Regions from separate parts of the Mus musculus genome. Here region 2 is linked to region 1. Evidence: chromatin contacts called from public promoter capture Hi-C data. All regions are on one chromosome and are shown on one strand. Each heading gives the region's core, a stretch centred on a gene start, on an enhancer-like site or on the middle of the called end of the contact. The rest is flanking DNA. Distances are from core to core; before and after follow the strand shown.

Region 1 (4,768 bases), core at 1,239-3,738:
CTCAAATTCATCTGGAATAACAAAAAACCTAGGATAGCAAAAACTATTCTCAACAATAAAAGAACTTCTGAGGGACTCACCGTCCCTGACCTCAAGCTGTACTACAGAGCAATAGTGATAAAAACTACATGGTATTAGTACAGTGGCAGTCAGGTAGATTGAATTGAATAGAAGTCCCAGAAATGAACCCATACACCTCTGGTCAATTGATCTTTGACAAAGGAGCTAAAAAAAAAAAAGTGGAAAAAAAGACAGCATTTTCAACAAATGGTGCTGGTTCAACTGATAGTCAACATGTAGAAGAATACAAATTGATCCATTCTTATCTTTCTGTACAAAGCTCATAACCAAGTGGATGAAGGCCCTCCACATAAAACCAGATACACTGAATCTAATAGAAGAGAAAGTGGGGAAAAGTCTCAAACACATGGGCACAGGGGAAAAAACATTCCTGAACTTTGGAATCTCCAACGGCTTATGCTCTTATTGACATCAACAATCTACAAATGGGACCACATAAAATTGCAAATCTTCTGTAAGGCAAAGGACACTGTCAATAGGACAAAACAGCAACCAACAGTTTGGGAAAAGATCTTTACCAGTGTCATATCCGATGGAGGGGCTAATATCCAATATATACAAAGAACTCAAGAAGTTCGACTCCAGGGAACCAAATAACCCTATTAAAAATGGGGAACAGAGCTAAACAGAGAATTCTCAACTGAGGAAACTCAAAGGACTGAGAAGCACCTAAAGAAATGTTCAACATCCTTTGTCATCAGGGAAATGCAAACCAAAACAATCCTGAGATGCCACCTCACACCAGTCAGAATGGCTAAGATGAAAAACTCAGGTGACAGCAGGTACTGGCAAGGATGTGGAGAAAGAGGTGGTGCTGGTGGGATTGCAAACTGGTACAACCACTCTGGAAATCAGTCTGGCAGTTCCTCAGAAAACTTGACATAATATTTTCTGAGGATCTAGCTATACCACTCCTGGGCATATACCCAGAAGATGCTCCAACATGTAATAAGGACACATGCTCTACTATGTTTATAACAGCTATATTTATAATACCCAGAAGCTGTTAAGAACCCAGATGTCCTTCAACAGAGCAATGGACACAGAAAATGTGATACATTTATACAATGGAGTACTACTACTCAGCTATTAAAAACAATGACTTCATGAAAAATTTTAAGCAAATGGATAGAACTTGAAAATATCAACCTGAGTGAAGTAACTCTGTCACAAAAGAACACATGTGGTATGTAATATCCACTGATTAGTGGATATTAACCCAAAAGCTGGGAATACCAAAGATTCTAAGAAGAACAAAGACCAAAATGTGGATGCTTCATTGCCTTTTAGAAGGGTGAACAAAATACTCACAGGAGGAAATATGGAAACAAAGTGTGGAGACTGAAGGAAAGGCCATCCAGAGACTGCCCCACCTGGGAATCCATCCCATATAAATCCACCAAACTGGGACGCTACTATGAATGCCAGGAAGTGCTTGCTGATGGAAGTCTGATATTTCTGTCCCCTGAGAGGTTCTGACAGAGCCTGACAAATACAGACGTGGATGCTTGAAGCCAACTATTGGAGTGAGCTCTGGGGTCCCTGATGGAGGTGTTGGAAAAGGGACTGACGGAGCTGCAGGGATTTGCAGCCCCATGGAGGGAGCAACAGTGTCAATAGGGCAGACCCCCTAGAGCTCCCGGAGACTGGACCACCAACCAAAGAATACACGTGGAGCAACCCATGGCACTGGACACATATGTGGCAGAGGATGGCCTTGTTGGATATCAGTGGGAGGAGAGGCCCTTGGGCCTTGAGAGTGTTCGATGCCCCAGTGTAGGGGAATGCCAGGGCAGGAGGACTGGAGTGGGTGGGTGTGGGGGTGAACACTCTTGTAGAAGCAGGGGAAAAGGGGTGGGAAGGGGGAGTTCCAAAGGGAAGACTTGCCTGAAAAGTGGAAAGCATTTGAAATTTAAATAAAGAAAACATCGAATCAAAAAAACAGTTAAGGGGAACGGTGAGAAACAAAATAAGATCTTACAAGCTGCACAATGGTTTGTAAAATCTTTGTGTCTTGGGGTAAGTCACTTAACTTCGCTTGGTTTTAGATGGTCTAAAATTTGGTCCAAGGAACTGCCTCATGCTTCGCCCCCAATATCCCAAGGCCCCCAAACCCAGCTGGTTCTAAAAAGACAAACATGGACGAGGATGTAGAACAGGGCCCTGGGAAGGACATTAGCAGTCAGAGAGAACATCTCTCAAGCTAGATGGGAAGCCATACTGTCTGCAGGCAGGGCACTGAGGAGGAGGAAGCCCAGAGAGCAAGTGTTTCCAGCTCCAAGGTCTCCTCTAGGGGCGAGTCTGGTCTACTAGACTATTTATGGAGATGCTCTCCGGACCTAGTTAGCCCACAGGCTCTTTAGAATATCGGTGATTACACAGCACACAGCTCCCTGCCTCCTCATTTGCTTGTCAGCTTCTGTTTCTTGCTCACAGGATGGCTCTGTTCTCTTTTCTGACAGATGCTGCACCCTACCGAGTACTAAAATTAGAATATCCTATATATATATATATGAATCACCTCTCCTCTCATGACCTTAGAACAGCCTTTTGTTGTTCATATTGAAAACGGATTGTTTTAAAGAAAAAAGTCTAAAAAACCTGAAATGGGCTTTTATATTTAAAGAGGACAATTTAGTTGCTGGCATATAGCAAGTATTTACTGGCTTTTAAAAACGTGTTGATGGCTGGACATGAGTGTGTCAGTCAAACAGGTCATAAAGATACTCAAAATAATTTCCATTTTCTATATCAGTGTATAAAGATATTTAAAATTCATTTTTATTTTGTCTATATATTTTTTAATTATAAAAAATAATTTATGGATTCAATTTCCAATGGAAAAATTTCAGCATAAAAGAAGGGAAACTATAGCTTTTCACTATACAGCCTCACACTCGAGCAAAGAGTTAACTGTTACTCTGAAATTAATAGACTAATTAAATTACAAGATATGTAAAACAGTGCTCTACAGCTCTTACAGAACAAGACAAATGCACATACTGATTTATACCAAAGCAAAACCCATGCCAGTTAAGATAGATGCAGATTGATTCCATAAGTAGCACATACCAACTGCAGAACATTATGAGAAACCGGACTGCCACTGTGATGACTGATGCAGATATCCTTGTGTCCTTAGGTTAAAAGATGAATGCCCATGTTCAGAAACAGAACTGCATATATGCCAGCTCTTTTCGGCACAACTCTAGGAGATGTCATGCATAAACACCAGCATCCACCGAGTGGCATGCCCACAAGATGTGGATGGAAATATTGAAAAGCTACAGCTAGTCTTAGGATGGGCTTGCCAAGCTTCAGTGCTTATGTTATTAGAACACTTGCTTTGCTGTGTGAGTTTATACTGAGGTCTTAGCTTATTTGGCTTGTTTTGCAGCACATGTATCACAAAACCTGTGTGCATGGAGTATGTGAGTGCATATATGTATCCTGTAAATATATTTATATATTTAGCAATATATAAAAAAACTAGGTATCTGTGACAGGTAATGTGTGTATTAGTGACTGTAGTACAACTGAGGCACTCTCTAAAGCCATGTGAGAATCATAACTATGCATTATTTGTACAGTTGAAATATCCTAACTCCCACAGGTTTCTAGGTCACATGGCCAATCCCAGCAGAGGCAGCATGGGGGAACTCCAGAGCCATCTCATGACACCCTCCACATTTTAACTCCTTAGTTCCTTTCTTGGATAAGGACAACAGATTACACACAGATTCTATAGTTTCAGAATATACTTATATACATCATATATATATATATATATATATATATATATATATATATATATATATGATCAATTCATCTGTAACTAAATAACCACTTTGACTATTACCAGGCTTAATTTCACGTAAAATATTTTCTGTACATTTTAAGCACTTTATGTTTTTTAGACCAATCGGCTATTTGTGGGTGGGGAGCGATCTCAGAAGATTTGGTACTTTTTGGCATCTCAGTGGATTTGGTTCATTTTTTGGCATCTGGGTGGATCACACTCCTGCCGAGGCCAGTCAATCATGGTCTAAAACCTCCAGCGCTGTATGTCTAGTAAATTCTCTTTCATTATAAGTTGATGATTCCAGGGTATTTGTTACAGTGACTGAAGTTCCAGTGGGGGTATGTCTTCTTCAGAAGAGAAATAGAATCCCAATTGCATGGGAGTCTTAGAGAACATTATTCGGGATGTCTGCACTCCTTTTCAAGTAAAGCTTGGAAAAAATACAAGCCAGGGAAAATGCCAGGGTCTCACCACCCTCCTCACAGGGCATGCTCCCAGTGACCTAACGACACCTCACTGGGCTGGGTCTGTTAAAGCTCCTCCCTAGAAACCAAGTCCTTAATACATAGTTTAGATCTAAACTGAGCACGATGAAGCTGCTTACCCACACTGAGAAGCAGAACTTCCTTCTTCGAAAGAGAAAACTGTATTCTGCACTTCAGACTGACCACTGCCTCCTCATTTTTCCACTGTGAATGTTACTTGAACTGTTCTCCGAAGTTTTGATAAGTTTTCTTGCTGTTTTACATAAATATATGTGCACAAACTCTATATCTTAGGTATTTGCTTTTAAAAAATTTCTCATAAAGTAATTGGCTGTTAAATGAAGCCTTCATGTATCACATGCAACAATCTCCCTTGCTCTCAGCAGTGTGTAGACCTGTG
Region 2 (4,628 bases), core at 415-2,914, 75 kb after region 1:
AAAATCACAGGATCAATTTCCTCTGAGGTATATAGCAGCATGTGTAATGATAATTATGACATCGAAAAGAATTCTATGCAGAAAAATGAATTTTCCAGACAAATCTGACTTTATAGGCCTGCTCTAATATTGTCTTGTATAAAGAGGGCCAGATCACCTCAGGGTGTCTGCTTTGTGTCTGGTTTTCCTTCATCTTTAATGGTGGGCAAATCTAGTACATTATGGAAGCCCACTTTTTTTTTCCTCAAGAGATATAGATGCCTCTTAAAAATTTGATGAAAATGCATTAACTTTTCAAGCTACTGAGCTGCATTTTAGTTCACTGAGGCAGTAAATTGGGTGTATACTGTACAGGAATGGTGGTGACCTAAAAATAAATATTTGATACAAGCCACCATAGTCTCTTGGGGTGTGTGTAAGGGGAGTAATGAATTAAAATTCTAAAGACTCCTCAGCTTCCCAAACAGGAGGAGGAACTCTGTGGCCTGGAAGCGTCCTCTGTCCCTGCTGCTGTGTTTGTTCAGCTCTTTAAGAGTTCACCCCATTCGATCTTGTGGCTCCTAAAGCCAAGGGTGAAAGTTTGATCCTTGCAGAGGCCACTTAAATTCAGAGAACAAAAAGCACCATTCTCTGCCCTAGACTCTAGCCCAGATCCCTGCCAGGTGTCTGCCCTCTGGTCAAAATGAGACGCTGGCAAAGGGGTGCTAGCCTGTGACAGTATGGGAACGCAACAAAGGACACCCCTCTACATGCGACTTGCTCTTTGTGTGCTCACGGGACCTGACATCATTCACAGAGAACACAGATTGCACTTTACTGTCAGCCCTGGAAGTCTGAGTCAAACTGAAATAATGCTCCAGCGCTACTTACAAAAATCCATTATCTACTCGGCCTAAGTACAGAGCCTGGCCTCCTCGCTGACAGGATTCTGTTGGCAATCAAAAAAAAAAAAAAAAAAAAAAGCAACACTCAGTCTTTAGTCTGTATCTCTGTAATAGAAAATAGCAATACTTATAAGCTGAAATCAAGCACAGGTTTTATGTTAGTCAAAGCCATTAAGCTATCAAAAGTAAACCCATGTACACAGAAACGTCCCAGGACTGGTTTGTAATATGTCCTGACAAATAAGCCATGAAAACAAGCTCCTCAAATTACTGATGCAACTTTTTAGCAGGGTCACAAACTCAGCTTTCTTTAAATTAAGTCAGCTCTTCCTAGTTTTTACTTCTCTAATTACCCAGCACTTAACGCATATTTTTTCCCTCAAATATTTGTTTTAGTAACAAAACAGCACTCCAAGTCTTAAAGGATTAACATTTTCTATTTTAAACACAAAATCTAAATTAAAAATTACTAACTTAAATGATAGCAAGAGTTTTACAGAGATTAATAAGCTTTAAGTACAGTTTATATTAGTACACAGACTTCAATTTATCAAATGTCACATATATCTTTCATGATTTGGGGATTTATTTCATTTATGAAGTAGTCAAATGAATCAGCTTGCCCTCGACTGTAACAAAATACTGCTTGGTGACTTGTGACAGACAGGGTTTTAACCTCTGACAGCGAGATTCATTGTGGAGCAGGAGCCAATCATAGATCCTGACGACACTTGTCTCCTCTAAGTTGGAATATAAAAAGCCACTTGGAATACAGTATACAGGACTCCCTGGCGTGGCAGGTTGTCTCTCGGACGGTACATGCACTAATATTTCACTTGGCATTACTCAAAAGCAAAAAGAAGAAATAAGAACAAGGGAAAAAAAAAGATTGTGCTGATTTTTAAAATGATGCAAAAACTGCAAATGTATGTTTATATTTACCTGTTCATGCTGATTGCTGCTGGCCCAGTGGATCTAAATGAGGGCAGTGAGAGAGAAGAAAATGTGGAAAAAGAGGGGCTGTGTAATGCATGTGCGTGGAGACAAAACACGAGGTACTCCAGAATAGAAGCCATAAAAATTCAAATCCTCAGTAAGCTGCGCCTGGAAACAGCTCCTAACATCAGCAAAGATGCTATAAGACAACTTCTGCCAAGAGCGCCTCCACTCCGGGAACTGATCGATCAGTACGACGTCCAGAGGGATGACAGCAGTGATGGCTCTTTGGAAGATGACGATTATCACGCTACCACGGAAACAATCATTACCATGCCTACAGAGTGTAAGTATATCTGTTAAAGTATATCAACAGTTCTGCTGACTGCTGTCCTAGTGTTTATGAGAAACAGATCTATTTTCAGGCTTTTAACAAGCTGTTGGCTTATATGTAAGTAGCAGAGAAAGGAGATTTTTTTTTCCCCAAGATTTCCTGAGAAACATACCGACAATGAAATCTGTCTTGCTTGTTTCCTGGCAGTGCCAAATAGCTCAAAGTTAATATGCTGGCTCAGCTTTAATAGTATTTAATTTTATGCGGAAAATGTAGAATGCTTGTGTGTTCAGAGTCTCACACTATAATGTAAGGACTGTGAGATTCTATAGGCAGTGTTAAAGCATGAGAAATTTACAATTACATTTGTCTAAAATGTGCACTAGTTTCCCCCTGACTCACACTAAAGAGAGATCTCTGCTGGATGTTTATTTGAACACTGTTCCACAGTTAGAGTGCTTTCTGTTATTTAAAACTGTCAGTCTCAGAGCTTCTATGCTCTTGACAAGCTAGAATATTAATTGTGAAAGCTACTGCACTGGAAAGTTAAAGAAGTTAAATATTAAATGCATTATCATGAGCCACGATGAAGCAGGCATAGCAAAATAATACTCAGGACCGAGTATCAGAAAACACTCAGGAAATGAGCATTAACTGGGAGGTCATGGTGTGAAATGCTCCTGTGCCCCTTCATAGCACCGCACTGAGAGCGTCCTGGCTGTGAGCGTCCAGGCAGGAACAGTGATCGGTAACCCTCTAAAAGATTTAATTCTTTATGAGAGGGAGGGTGAGGACCGTTACCTATAACTGCCACATTGCTTCTGGGAGATAATACATTTCAGGCAGTTCCTGTTTGAGTTCTCCGAAAAGCAAGTCAGGTAGCCTTAGAGAGCAGGCAGAACACGAAAGATTTCTGTGCCATGTGTCTGAGATCTTGCTTTAATACCATGCTTTAAACACTTAAAACCAGACATGACACAGTTTCAAACCAGCCCTTTCCTAAGCGGTCAGGTTACGATACAGCAGATAATTTTCATTTATGACTCTTGGATCAAACAGTTCAGGAAAAAGTCTCCCTTATTTACATGGGGTTTGGAAAAGCAATTGTTAGTGCTGAACTTGCAGTGAGAGGCTGGCCCCAAGGCCACTGCTTTCTGATTTTTTAGATAGCTTGAGCATGACCTCTGAGGTTTTTGCTAATTAAGTTTTTGTTGTTCCTTGGAATAGCTCTTCCAGAGCCCAAGTGTCACAGATGTATTATATTGTTTGCCATTTCTGAGGTTGGTTAAATCGCTCCCTGTGTCTTGTCTCCAGGTAATTGAGGCCTGGGGGAAGGGTTCCTTCCTCCAGACTGACTGGTACAGCTGCTCAGTGAGTGTAACTGCTCAGATTCCCAAAGAATTCTAAGTGGACGTTCCGGCACGCTGTCTCTTAGTCTCTAATCATCATCACTTGAAAATTTCATGTGCTGTTCATTCTTTTACAAAATATCCCTTAGCCCAGAGTTCTCTGGAAGGGGAGTAGAATCTACATAAACAGGTGAAAATACAGATGTCAAAAAAAAAAATTCTGAAAAGCTAGAGCAACTATTTTCTCTGATGTTTCTTCTGAACTATGAATGAAGTTCCACATAATATTTTATTTTAAAAGACCACATACGTACACACTACCCCAACAGCTGATGTTAAGGAGTGAGTTTATTTGTGTTTTGATGGGGCCTGATGTCAGTCATTTTCTTCTTATTCCTTTGTAGCTGACTTTCTAATGCAAGCGGATGGCAAGCCCAAATGTTGCTTTTTTAAATTTAGCTCTAAAATACAGTACAACAAAGTAGTAAAAGCCCAACTGTGGATATATCTCAGACCCGTCAAGACTCCTACAACAGTGTTTGTGCAAATCCTGAGACTCATCAAACCCATGAAAGACGGTACAAGGTATACTGGAATCCGATCTCTGAAACTTGACATGAGCCCAGGCACTGGTATTTGGCAGAGTATTGATGTGAAGACAGTGTTGCAAAATTGGCTCAAACAGCCTGAATCCAACTTAGGCATTGAAATCAAAGCTTTGGATGAGAATGGCCATGATCTTGCTGTAACCTTCCCAGGACCAGGAGAAGATGGGCTGGTAAGTGATAACTGAAAATAACATTCTAGCAACCGTGTTACATTTTTATTCCTGACATGAATGATAATAGTGAAAAAGAAATACTATTTCCTATGCTCATAAGCCAGACAAAGTATCTTACTCCAAAGGTAGGTGTGTACCCAAAACAGTACACACCTACCTTTGGTGTGTCAATCTCATGTCCCATGAGGGACATGAACCCCTTGGTGTTCTTACTTAGCATGAAGACCAAAAACCAATTACATCATGTTCCTAATTCCACAAGGAGGTCCTTACTAGGAATTAGATGTAATGTCCTTTTCATTGTAAGTCACATAATTATGTATAAACTATGAAGTCTCTATGTA

The links. Promoter capture Hi-C pulls out the DNA fragments that hold promoters and counts their contacts.
Region 2: a promoter capture Hi-C map of hippocampal neurons shows a contact between it and region 1, with 2.0 times the contacts expected there. The contact joins the promoter of Mstn here to the enhancer-like site in region 1. A contact is called at or near these places in 12 of 39 promoter capture datasets (the 3T3-L1 cell line, 3T3-L1-derived adipocytes, the HPC-7 cell line and 7 more) and 2 of 9 other capture datasets (adipose tissue and liver).

The regions. Positions count from the first base shown.
Region 1 is chr1:52,984,418-52,989,185 of GRCm38.p6, forward strand. It overlaps a transcript of 1700019D03Rik not described here. Among named protein-coding and RNA genes, the nearest start is that of 1700019D03Rik, 34 kb to the left of the region's middle. Within about 2 kb of position 2,489, at least 20 of the 459 cell types and tissues checked have an H3K27ac peak or open chromatin away from gene starts, as enhancers often do. A contact at or near this core is called in hippocampal neurons, where this site is marked.
Region 2 is chr1:53,059,976-53,064,603 of GRCm38.p6, forward strand. It overlaps Mstn (myostatin), which reads left to right and starts at 1,665. Exons shown (of 3, transcript NM_010834.3): 1 at 1,665-2,166; 2 at 3,908-4,281. The coding sequence starts at 1,791.